Linked DNA regions of Triticum aestivum: region 1 is linked to region 2. The links are chromatin contacts, called in public Hi-C maps. All regions are on one chromosome and are shown on one strand. Each heading gives the region's core, a stretch centred on a gene start, on an enhancer-like site or on the middle of the called end of the contact. The rest is flanking DNA. Distances are from core to core; before and after follow the strand shown.

Evidence for each region. A called contact is a pair of places that touch in the nucleus more often than the background predicts.
Region 1: a contact with region 2 is called in a Hi-C map of leaf, with 6 times the contacts expected there. The contact joins the promoter of LOC123090959 here to the promoter of LOC123090957 in region 2. A contact is called at or near these places in 2 of 5 Hi-C or Micro-C datasets (both in leaf).

What each region holds. Positions count from the first base shown.
Region 1 is chr4B:53,891,024-53,894,655 of IWGSC CS RefSeq v2.1, reverse strand. It overlaps LOC123090959 (probable zinc metalloprotease EGY3, chloroplastic), which reads left to right and starts at 1,801. Exons shown (of 4, transcript XM_044512333.1): 1 at 1,801-2,550; 2 at 2,672-3,094; 3 at 3,197-3,435; 4 at 3,531-3,632. The coding sequence starts at 1,984.
Region 2 is chr4B:53,612,486-53,616,233 of IWGSC CS RefSeq v2.1, reverse strand. LOC123090957 reads left to right here and starts at 1,789. Exons shown (of 7, transcript XR_006442680.1): 1 at 1,789-2,798; 2 at 3,018-3,112.

The DNA of each region.
Region 1 (3,632 bases), core at 552-3,051, 280 kb before region 2:
AAAGAGCGGGCAATGGTCGGAGAGAGGCGAAGACAAGGCATGCAAAACGTGAGTGAAGTGGATGTCCCATTCGGTGTTACAGAAAAAAGAGTCAAGCTTGCACACAGTAGGATTTATCCTTTCATTACTCCAAGTGATGCGATGGTTCTAGAGGTGGATCTCTTTGAGCCCACAAGATTTAAGGGTGTTGCGGCCTCTATTAATATTGCGCCTATTCTTGTCACGTGCCCGGTAGATTTGATCGAAGTCACCTAGGGCCAGCCACTTGGATCCATATGCAGGCTTTTGAGTGATCAATTCAGCAAAGAAATCATCTTTTCTCGAGGTGGTAGAAGGGCCATAGATGGTGGTGACCTTGAACGTGTTGCTAGACTCACGCAAGGTGACCGAGGCGGAGAGACAGAATTCCAATACCACAGTGTCATTGATGTCAATGACGGAACCATCCCAAAGCATGAGAATGCCTCCCCGGGTGCCCACAGCCGGCAACTGGGCGTAGCTACGAAGGAGGAAACCTCCCAAGTAGGCGGGTACCTTCAAGAGTCCAAGTTAGACAATGTCGACTCCTAGACCCTATGGCCGCCAAATGGTTTGTCGTTAAGTTTGTAATGAATGATCATTCACTAGTTAGTTTTTCAAACAAAAACAAAGATATCTAGTAGGTCAGGCTACTGAATCACTACTTTGTCACCCACTATAGAACCATTGGACAAAATAGACACGAACCCAGCATCATCGTCACCAACGCCACACATTGGATGACAATCCACCATGCCTATATGACGAGAATACGACAGGGTTTGTGGTGTTGTCAGAGAACCAAACCAAGATGGTGATCAAACTATTGGACTTCTATTCCACGCGACATCAAAACGCCGCCACAGTAGATACACACACAACACTTAAAAGAGACTTAATCTAAATCTAATATTACTTTTAAACAAAAAAACATTTCAGAAAAAATATATCTAAACAAAATTATAGTCAAAGTCACGCGTAAAAGAAGCGAAAGTCAACATCTTATAATTGCAAACAAAAGGAGTATATTTTCTTGGACTTGAAAACATACATGTTCAGTTGTATAAGCTCTGCAAATCCTATATTCTCATGTATGTAGATTTTAGCGAGCCATGTTACTGTACACTCCCTCATGCATATATAAACAATTAATCTTGTTACATGAACACTGCCTCCTTTGCAAAATACTTAAAGTTATAGTTCGTCCTAAATCAAGCATCTTTAAATATAAAAAATATTCAAATATTTTTCATTACAAACTAATGATCTAAAAAAATTCTCCGGCATGTCAAAATGATAGCAAACAATTTCTAATGTCAAAATGACTACTACTACACCCCGCAAAAAAAAACTACCAATACAAATTTAGTGTCTTTAATTTAGTACAACTTTAGTGTCTTTGATTTGATTAACTACAACTTTAGTCGAAGTTGTACTAGTACCATCATCCGGAATTAGTTGTCACTGAAATGGATATATCCAGATGTGCTTCAGTGCTAGATACATCCGTTTAAGCGACAAATAAGACGGAGATAGTACTAAATCAAAGACGCTTATTTTGAAATGGATGGAGTACTAGTTAAAATGTTCGAATTTGGCCCAAATGTGAGTGTACGGAAAGCAAGTTACCAAAGACTTTCGAGGCAGGGCCCACGCTAGAAGCTCTAGCAAGCCGAGCTGCCGCCAAGTGTACATTTCTCTTGACCAATTGGATAAGCCGGGGCCTTCACCTCCTTCGTCGCCACCCGCCACTACTCGATCACATCTGCTGCTCCGGCCGTCGCATTCTTCACGACTCCTCCCGGCGCATTCTCCAGCCTTCTAGAACGCTCGCCTTCCTGCTCCTTCCGAACCATTTTAAGCTCCCCCCATGAGCTCCCAGGATCTCCACACCAAAATCAAAGCACCAGATCGAACAGGCAGCAGGCACCATCAATCGAGCTTCACAGCAGCTCGCCACCAGTAATGGCTTCCACTTCGCTCGTTGCAACTATCGTGTGTAGCAGCATCAGCAGCACTGGTGGGAGAGCAACCTTACCAAGAAGCTTCTGCAAGAACCATCACAGGCCACCTCTCAGGCCTCTCAGGAGAAGCTCCCTATTCAGGTGCTCGCTGCGGGAGCAAAATCAGGCGACGGAGAACCGGCCGGTCTCCTCCACTGCCGTTGCTCCTGACGAGCAAAAGGTTGAGGAGGCGAAGAAGGTGTCGTCGCATCATGCCGGAGGAGGGGGAGGAGATCATCAGGAAGGAGGTGATGGCGAGGACAGCGAGAAGAAGAGCAGGGATGAGCAGCAGGAGGTGGACTGGAGGTCGGACGAGGAGTTCAAGAAGTTCATGGGCAACCCGTCCATCGAGGCCGCCATCAAGCTCGAGAAGAAGCGCGCCGACCGGAAGCTCCGGGAGCTCGACCGCGAGCCCGACGCCAGCCCGGTCGGCGGCCTGCTCCGTGGGTTCATCAAGGGCACGCTGGAACGGGAGAAGCAGAGGCTGGAGGAGGCCGAGCAGACCTTCAAGGCGCTCGACCTCAACAAGGTAATCTATTCATTAACCTCAACGATCATCGCTTGTACTGCTAGTTGGTATTCACAGTTCAATCATGGGAAAATTTTCGTGAAGATTTGTTGAAATCTGGGTGCTCGAATTAATGGTGCAGCTCAAGAGCTGCTTCGGGTACGACACGTTCTTCGCGGTGGACGTGCGGAGGTTCGGCGACGGTGGCATCTTCATCGGCAACCTGAGGAAGCCCATCGAGGAGGTGAGGCCGAAGCTGGAGAAGAAGATCGCCGAGGCGGCAGGGACAGAGGTCACCCTGTGGTTCATGGAGGAGAGGAACGACGACATCACCAAGCAGGTCTGCATGGTGCAGCCGAAAGCAGAGATTGAGCTGCAGCTGGAGGTGACCAAGCTGAGCACGCCGTGGGGCTACCTGAGCGCCGTGGCCTTGGCCGTCACGACCTTCGGGACCATAGCTCTCATGAGCGGCTTCTTCCTCAAGCCTGGCGCGTCCTTCGACGACTACGTCTCCGACGTCCTCCCCCTCTTCGGAGGCTTCCTCTCCATCCTCGGCGTGTCAGAGGTACTGCACCTGCTAATTAAGCTTTATCATTTCCGTTAAGCTTTTCTTGCATGTATGCTCGTCCTTGTAATAATGGTCTTGGGAACAACAATTTCATGGCAGATCGCGACGAGGTTGACGGCGGCGAGGTACGGGGTGAAGCTGAGCCCATCGTTCCTGGTGCCGTCGAACTGGACGGGGTGCCTGGGTGTGATGAACAACTACGAGTCGCTGCTGCCGAGCAAGAAGGCCCTGTTCGACATCCCCGTGGCCCGCACGGCCAGCGCGTACCTGACGTCGGTGGTGCTGGCCGTCTCGGCCTTCATCGCCGACGGCAGCTTCAACGGCGGCGAGAACGCCCTGTAAGTAGCAGCAGCACCACCACACACACATCGATCTCGCCATTGTTAACCCCAGCCAGAGCTCTGACGACGTTTCGCGCGCGGCGGACTGGCAGGTTCATCCGGCCGGAGTTCTTCTACAACAACCCGCTGCTGTCGTTCGTGCAGCAGGTGATCGGGCCGTACGCGGACGAGCTGGGGAACGTGCTGCCGAACGC
Region 2 (3,748 bases), core at 540-3,039:
AGAAATATGAACAATATTTGACAAAAAGGACATTTTTGAATATTCTGAACCATATTTGAACTTTTCGAAATGCTTACAAAGAAAAAGTAAAAAAAAACATTAAAAAGGAAAAACAAAGAAAACGAGAAAAAAGAAAGAAGAGAATAAGACTGAAGAAAAAACAGTAGAAGGAACAAATGGTTTTGTTCGTTGCTATTTTTACAGATCCACGAGCCTGTTGCGGTGGCTAGCGCGGTTTGTAGGGCTGCAGGAGGTCGTAGGTTCGATCCCTAGCGTGATTCTTTTTTGCGGTTCATCTCGCGAGGCGAAAACCACTCAAATGGGCCGGCCCAGGGTGAGCTCGCCCTATGCGAAGCGGCGACTACTTGCCGCAATAAGCGGCGAATAGGGAATTCCGTGGCCTATTCCGTCGCTCGCCTTGCATCCTCTGCAGCCACACTAGCCATCTTGGGCCGCCTTAGCCACACGCCTGCAGGCCCCTACTGGGCCTTAGCGTGCCTTGTACAAGCCAGCCCCGCCTGGCAACTTGCCGATGCCACTTGTCGCCACGGGATTCCTGCCACTGCCATGCGCCGACTGATTCGATCGAACCGATCTCGCCGAGTCCTCTCGAACATGCCGCCGCCGCTTCCATCGACTGAACCGATCTAGCCGCCCGCTGATGCAACTCACCGATGCATGCTACCTGATGCTTATCCTGATCTCGTCGATAGCGCACCCAACAACCACCGCGGATCATCTTCTGCGCATCGTCTTTGTACCGAAACTTGACGACGATCCATCCTCTAGATCAATGAACCGCGACCTCCTTGAACCTTGCTCATGATACCACTTGTTAGAATAAATTGAGGCATTCCATCGATCATCCGAGGACCAAGCAATCACACGAGCACGACACCGAGATTTGTTAACGAGGTTCATCGATATGGCTACATCCCGGGGCCTGACTACGGGCGCTCCTCCCCATGACACCGTCACAATACCGCACACCGGCCACCCGGGCGCCAGCACACGCCGCCGGCTCCCCCTTGCGCGCCTGTGCTATTATGTTGGCATAGGTTACATCGTGTGTCTACCCCCGCTATATATTAGAGGCCTAGGATACAAGTGTCCTACTAGGACACGACTCCACATCCTATGTAAACACAATAACCTACCTTGTATACAATATTCGACACAACTCCAACAGTGTGAACCCTTACGGTAGGTCGGTCCTTTGTTTGTTGGTACGGACCCGAAACACCTCCTTTAATTCTCTTTCCGGAACGACATTAAAGAGCAAAATTGCGACTTGTAATAAATAAATAAACTGCTAAGTCGGCGGTTTGAAAAACGAATCCAAGATGTATATATATTTGCATGCACATGCACACGTATCCAAGATGTATATGTATTTGCTTTGGATCCATTCTGATCTCTAGTGGTGTACTATATAGGACGTATGGATGTCGATAACGGCCGAACGTTCGGCCTCGTGGTTCGCCAGATGGAACGATTTGTTCGGTGACGGGTGGGCAGCTACCGAACAAATTCGTTCGGGATGAGAGGAGTCCCAGCCCGAACGCCCTCCCCCCACCCCAGCATAGCTTCTGTTTGGCCTTATCTAACTTATAAAGGATGAAGGGGTAGGTAGTCACAACGAAGGCATCGAGCGCACGGTACCATGCGAGGGAAGAAAGCCCACCGTATCGCGCCGCGCGTGGGGGTGCAGCGCACCACGCGAAGGAAAAAAAACACCGTAGCACGCGAGGTAGAGAGCGGCGCCCCAATCCACAGCCCCGCACCCCTCGCTCCTCCCTCCCTCCCTCCCTCCCTCGTCCTCACCCGCCGCCGCTCCCTAACCCTAGCCCCAATCCACAGCCCCGCGCCCCTCGCTCCTCCCTCCCTCGTCCTCACCCGCCGCCGCTCCCTCCAACCACCTCCTCCTCCTTCCGATGGGTCGCCGGATCCGTCGGCCACCCCATGGACTTCGCCTGGAAAACGCGGGCTGGGAGAGAGAGCGCGGGCGGGCGGTAGAGGAGGGTGGCGGGCGCCGACGTCGCAGTCGAGGGGGAGCAGGGCCAGTCGGCCGGAGCTGGAGGCCGGCGCTGGAGGAAGGAGCGGCGAGGAGAGAGGCGCCGGCCATCGGGGACCTCCTAGCCCTCTTCTCCTTGTCGCCATGGCAGGTGGAGCTCGAGCCATCGGTCAGCCTCCCCCTCCCCATGCGTAGGTACCCCCTGCTCCCCTCCTCCTTCCCTTGATTTATCTCTCTCTCCCCCACCCTATCTTCCCCCTTCCGTGTTGCCATGGCCCGTCGCTCCTTCGACCCCGGATCCCGGTGATGCTATCTCCTGTGCGCCGCCTCAATCCACCGCCCTCCCCCGCAGGCTCTTCCGCGCTGGCTTCCACGAGCTGGGTTGTTGCCTCCTCCCCTCCCGTGCACTATCTCAACTTTTCTCCACAAAAATGATGAAAGGCAGCGGCTCAATGCCTCCTTGGAACTCCACCCTGTTTAACTTCTTCCTCCTGATTCCTTCCACTCTAAATTAATTTAGGGTCTGGGTGTGTAGTTTTTATGGTGGGTGTGACGGATCTTGGGGAGGTGAGGAGGACAGAGGTGGGAGAAGGACTGCGAGTCTGGAGAATCTAGGCTGCACATATAAATCCTCTCCATCTTCCTCTCCCCTTTGACCCCTCCCCCCCAGTTCTCCAGTAATCTGATTTTGATTTCTTCTGTTTTCGTAAGAACAATGTGTGCAGATCTGTAAAAGAAGAGAAGAGGAAGAATCCCAAGGAAGAGTTTGGTGAAGAAGAATAAGGTGAATTCACCTCTGTCTCAAGCAAAGTCACATTTGTTCCTGCAATTTGATGTTATGATTTATTTTATCCTTGTTTAGATTTGTTTACATGAATGCCAACTACTTTATTTTACTTATATTCCAGTGACTTTTCTCATTTGTTTTTTGTTCGTGATCTGCTCTGCTTGTTTTGGCTCCTTTTAATTGATGCATTATTTTTGTCTATTAATGTGTACCCAGGTGACTATGTGAGTTGCATTGACAGAATCCATGTATTAAGCTGGGGCATTTTTGGCAGCTGCAGCAACCTGACAATTCATTTGTTCTCATACAAGGTAATTTACTTCCCCCCTTTATGTATCATGGATGGATATATGTGCTGGTTGGTTGTCATTACTGAAGCAAGAATTGTTGATGATGACTACCTTCGAGCAGGTTTTTATTGGTTTTTCTTTCTCCATTTTTTGTATGATGTATGGATGTTGTAGGATAAATGTGAATTAACAATACAACAGCTTCCAGAAGTATTTTGCAACTTCAGAAATCCAGAATTATGGTTCTGATGTTAATGACCAGGATGATGCGATAGCCTCTTTTGATTCGTATCTATTTTTTCGATGCTTGAAAGATATACTTGCATCACTTGACTGGAATAATCTAACTTGCGTTTCTCTTTTTTTTTCATTTCCAGAGAATAATCTAACTTGCGTTTCTCTTTTTTTTTCATTTCCAGAGTACTTTGCTGCTAGCATAATTGTGGTCCATTTTCTACTCTACTTTTCCTTGATCTATATACATGATTGTCAATTTCCAACTTCTTAGTTACAGAAAAAACAAACAAAATTCAGTTTAGATTTGTCTGCTGTAGGCATTAAAAGATTCATCAGAGCCATCATTCTGAACATTGTTTAAAATGACACCCTATTGCCGTTGGTGCCAAGAACTTGTGATTTATGGCTTATGTCAATTCC